Linked DNA regions of Gossypium hirsutum: region 2 is linked to region 1. A link is a contact called in public Hi-C data. All regions are on one chromosome and are shown on one strand. Each heading gives the region's core, a stretch centred on a gene start, on an enhancer-like site or on the middle of the called end of the contact. The rest is flanking DNA. Distances are from core to core; before and after follow the strand shown.

Evidence for each region. A called contact is a pair of places that touch in the nucleus more often than the background predicts.
Region 2: a contact with region 1 is called in a Hi-C map of leaf, with 2.2 times the contacts expected there. The contact joins two enhancer-like sites. A contact is called at or near these places in 3 of 34 Hi-C or Micro-C datasets (all in leaf).

What each region holds. Positions count from the first base shown.
Region 1 is chrA06:110,318,504-110,321,203 of Gossypium_hirsutum_v2.1, forward strand. It overlaps the pseudogene LOC107961787. Among protein-coding and RNA genes, the nearest start is that of LOC107961784, 48 kb to the left of the region's middle. Within about 2 kb of position 1,273, at least 4 of the 9 cell types and tissues checked have an H3K27ac peak or open chromatin away from gene starts, as enhancers often do. A contact at or near this core is called in leaf, where this site is marked.
Region 2 is chrA06:110,685,314-110,688,013 of Gossypium_hirsutum_v2.1, forward strand. It overlaps LOC121230610 (a long non-coding RNA gene), which reads right to left. Exons shown (of 10, transcript XR_005928601.1): 7 at 2,616-2,700; 8 at 2,406-2,500; 9 at 2,026-2,322; 10 at 1,233-1,733. Among protein-coding and RNA genes, the nearest start is that of LOC121230610, 5.0 kb to the right of the region's middle. Within about 2 kb of position 1,273, at least 7 of the 9 cell types and tissues checked have an H3K27ac peak or open chromatin away from gene starts, as enhancers often do. A contact at or near this core is called in leaf, where this site is marked.

The DNA.
Region 1 (2,700 bases), core at 23-2,522:
GGGTGATTCTCGAAAAGCTAACTTTGATTGAGGAAGCCTTCCTTATTGCGGTTTCAACCGCATGAATAACCTATGATTAATATATAGAACTCATAGAATTGACTTTAGAACTCGTCAAAAGGACTTCCTAACCTTATACTTGTTAGGAAGGGAGAAATGGAATAATTTGTCTTATTTATAAACTGAAGTACAAGTTTAGTCACTTATGTTTGTTTAAAATTAGTTTTGGTCATCGAACTTTGAAAAATTATTATATAACCAATGGTATCATCATTTCATACAAATTGTACAGCTAATCCTTGGTACTTTTTCTTTTTGAGTAATTTAATTCTTTTTTTCTGTTGTTTCTTTGTTTTCCTTCTCTTGTAACGTAAAACAGGTGTACAATTTGCTTATGTCAAAATTATTTTTTTGATGGTTCCTTTGAGCCCATTTTCCAAATAATCCCAGAAGCCTCACAAATGCAAGTGCTGAGAAGATAGCATCCATCCAAAGCTCTTTACCAACCCAGTACATGTCAAACAGAGATACATGGTGTACAGGGTGAGGAAGTCAAAAAGGGCACAAGGATGATGCGATAAATTACTGGAACATACCCCTTCCAGAACCCCTTGTGTCAAATTAAGGCGGCCATCTGTTTGCTTCAGCTCATTGAGAGGTTTAAGAAGCATCTGCAGGCCATTTGAAGAAAAGTAAAAAAGAAAAACAACATATTTCGTTGTTTAAGATTGTCACTGCATGGAATAGGAGAGAACTCCACCTTACACAATTGGTAGGACTGCGATCTTGCCCTAAGCATGTGTTGTGTCCAGCCATTGCATAATACTGAGCAGCAGTAAAGAAAGACAAAAAAATTGGAGGTGGATGGGGGACAAACAAAGACATTAGATGATATTACTTGGAAATGGGATAAAGATAAGAAATAAGAAAAGCCAATTCCTACAGTACGAATAAAAGAATAGAAGAATAAAAGAAAATATTCCTCACAATCTGACGGAAAGTCACATTCCAATCTTTCAATCACCGATCATGTATAAGTTGAACTTCACTGTAAATGTTGTTCACTGCTAACTCATTTTGTACGACGGAAATAAATATAGCATTATCACTTTTGATCTCTACTTAGTGGTATCCTTTTGCCTAAGCTAACTTTAAGCACTCAAGTAGTGTCTGAGCTTCAACTTGAAAAATATCGGGCAATCCTATTACCATCTGAAAGGCCCCATCCATCCTCCATTTGGTCCTCCCACTACTCCCCCTATGGCTGCCCTTGGTCTAGTACTTGACACAGAACCATCCGCATTCACCTTAATCCATCCATGAGGTAGAAGCTGCCACCAACCTTTAGTCATTGAAGTACTACTCCAATTATGAGGCCCACTTGTACCAAATAAAGGTCTCGTCCAAGCTTCCATAGATGCTAGCAGAGATGGACTACTACCACAAGTCTGTATGAAAATGAAAACATTTCGGTTCTTCCAAAAAAACCAACATACAATGGAAAATGAAGGTTGGCCATTCACTATTTTTGAATACTATTTTACCTTCATTCTTAATGTTCCAAATAATCCATTGGACAATAGGTAAAGTAAAGAATCATTCCAGAGCCGTCTAGGTATGACAGATTGCCAAATTACTTTAGCGAAGACACAACCCTTAATTACATGCAATATAGATTCAATGTCCAAACTACAACGATCGTAGAAAGGAAAAGTCGCCATACTTTGCCTAATTCATTCCTCGTTTGTTAGAAGTCTACCACGTGCCAATAGTCCGAGAAAGATCTGAACCCTTTGCGATGCCTTAACTTTCCATGTCATTTCATCATTGACAACACTAATTGATACGTTATCAGCAAACAAATGTTTATAGATTTCGAAATGGAGAACTTTTCCCTTGACAGCCATCTCCAACTTAAGTGATCCAAGCCTGCATTCGCCGATGGAGGTATATAAGCCAAAATACGCTCAACAATCACCTGTGGAAGAATCGCAGCTAGCCAAATTCCATGCCCCTTCTAACACTACATCACAAACACAGAGTGAGTCTTGAAAGGCCTCATGACCAATGTAATAGTGTCGTAGAATACCCAAGTCACGTAACCAATCGTCATTCCAGAATTTCACTAGCCTACCATCACCAACAACCCACTATATACCCTTTTGACTTCACTCCATATGTTGGCTATGGAACGCCATATATAGCAGTTACTGCAATGAATGTGCATTGGCAGTAATCCATGCACTTTGTACTTATTTTCCAAAACCTGAACCCACAACTCCTTTGTACCAGTAACTAGTTTAAACCCCAACTTCATGAGAAAAAAGTTTGTTTTGGTCTTATAATCTCCAAATACCTAGCCCCCTATACGCCCGAGGTTTGCAGCAATCCTCCCAACTCACAAGTGACGGATTTTGCACAGAAGATGTTGAACCCCATAAAAATCCACGGGCCAGTTTCTCAATCTCAGTACAAACTAAGCTAGGAATTTTGGTCATTGACATGAAAGAGCTTGGAATAGCAAGTAACATTGACTTAACCAATGTTAGACGACTCGCCAGAGATAGTTTTCGTGCCTCCCATCAATTAAGTCGAGTGCAACTTTATCAAAAATGAATTGAAATGTCCCAATACCAACTCGATTGTGAAAGAAGGGAACGGCCAAATACATGCCTAGATCCCTCACCTTTGTAAATTCGA
Region 2 (2,700 bases), core at 23-2,522, 370 kb after region 1:
ATCATAATATAATACATGGGGATGCAAAACAAAGTAACAAATATGGAAAACATATATCAATAATATATTATACAAATTTTTGAAAAGTGCAAACATGAAAATCGAAACATGCCCAATGATAATAATCTTACCACATACACTATTTAACGTTTCTAACTAATGGTTAAATAAAAATCTATTTTAAGAAAAATATTTTAAAAGGTAATAAAAAATGTTAAAACAAATAAACTTGAAATAAACAATTTAAAGTAGGTAAATTATATATAAATATATATATACATAAACAGATAATACATGCAAAAAATTTACAATAGATTGTAAAATAAATAAAAAATAAAATAAATAATACATAAAGCATATAAAGTTTAACATATAAATGAGCTTCAAAATAAGTATTATAAGAGGAAATTTAAAGTTAGTGTTATGCAAAATAATTTAAAACCAAGATTCAAAAAATGTATATATATATATTATGTGCATAGCAATAGTAATGTGTACCTATATAAAATTTTAAAACGAATAATGTACATATTAGCAAGTTGTAACATAAATGAATTATATAAATGCAACCATGTAAGAATATACAAAAGAATATACGAATGACATACTATATAATATAAATCAATAATTATACAAAATATTTTGAAACAAGATTTACTTACCAACAATTAACAGGATACATAAAGCATAAAACTTAATATAAACATTGTATATAACAAAAATAGTAATATAGGCAAGTGTTTGAAATAAACAAAGTATAATTTAAAATTGGGGAACAAATGGTATACATAAATAGATTTAAAGGGAAAAATATAAACATGTTTGCAAGGGAATTCAAATAAGGAATTCAATTAAATTATATATATATATATATGAAATAAAGAAAATAAAATAAAATAACAAAAATGAAAAATGAACAAAGGGAATACAAGAAATTAAAATCAATTTTTTTTTTGCTTTGGATTTTTGATCTTTCTGTGAAAATACAATGTTTTTTTCTTTTTTTTTTATCCTTCATTCCCCTTTACATTTGGTTTTATGATGGCTTTTATAGCCTTGTTACAACTTTTTTTTTATTTACTATCTTTTCTTTTTACAAGTGGTCGACAAAAGAAGACTAAGGCGGCGCTTAGGGCGGCACATAGGGTGAAGAGGTTAGATTTTTTTCTTTTTCTTCATTTTTTATTTTTTATTTTGGGTTGTATTTGAGCTTGGGATATTTTAGGTTTTAATTGAATTTTAATATTTGGTCTGTGATTTTATTGTGATTTTATTGGGCCCTGGCAAAATTTGGTCATACACACACCACTACGTAGGACTGAGTGAAATCCTGCATCCTGGACTACTTTTCTGTCTCATCCCTTTTTTTTCATTTGAAAGAAAAATTTGTGGATGAGGGAGTAGCTTACCCTATTTTGTTATAAATTTTACATGAGATTACCTTTTTATCAAGAAAGTTCTGCTTCTGGAATTTTTGTACTTCCGTGTGTTACGTTAGGGCTTGAGTACTCGATACCACCATCAGATGTTGAAATGTTGGATGCTACAGATGACTCTGGAATTGAGTCGGTTGGATTTGGATGACTTTGATTCTTCAAACTCTGAAAAACGAGTGAACATTGTTGCCTGGGGGGCTCAGCAGTTTGATGCCCTTGAGCCTCTTCTGCAAGTCGCCTTAGAAGATTCATGATGGTGGGAAGAAACCTCGACGAGATAGAGATTAGCCCAGCCAGCTGGCAAGAAGGCAAACAAAGAATCTAGATCAGTTTCAAACAAGGTTATTCTGATTTAGGGCAACTAGACAATAGATCCTGATAATCTTTGGTCTCACTGACTGAAGAATGGATCATTTTCAGAAATAAAAAAACTAAGCTATAGGTCCAGGCTTTCAATTCCAAGCAAAAAAACCTAGGATTTTGATTGAATACATGCCATGTGCAAATTCACATTTGAAACAGTAAATCACAAATCAAAACTACAAGAAAATTTGGCAAAGAGACGGTGCATTTTCTCTTCCATACTCACAGTGCCATGTTGAAACTGCCCTCGAACCCACATCGCTTTTGAAAGTAAGTACACAACAAATAGACCCATTAGATAGAGAGGATTCCTGTTTGCGAGAAGCATTATGAGCACAACAATTAACATGATAGTAGAAAGTAAACCAGGAAAACCCATGCTAGTATTTTGAATTATGCTAGGAATCAGATTTCAGATATATCCAAGCTGAACCTGAGGTCTTGCCCTGTAGGTTCACCCACTGCCTTTGAGCACGGCAGTCCCCGAAGACTACTAATCCCAGCTCCTGTTAAAAGCCAGGGTCTTCATCCCTTTAACCCATCAAAAACAGAACTAAAATAGGAGGGGATGAGATGAACCATGGACTCTAGATTAGATTAAGTTACCTTAAAAGGAGCATAAATTCATTAAATCCAAGGACAACCATTGCCACAATTGCCCATGGGGGAGGTAACCAGCTGTTACTTTGCTTGTAAACCTCCTAAGAAAAAAACAAATTCATTAGAGATTGCACCTAGACAATGCCCTTGTTATGTCATCTTCCTCCAAAAGTAGCATTAGCCACAGCCAACCAACCAGAGCCTTAGATAACATACCTGCGCTGAAATAGCTTGAGTAACTGTATACTCAGTCTCTGCTTTAAACTGTCTCTACAATGACTTGCATTGAACTGGTGTGATC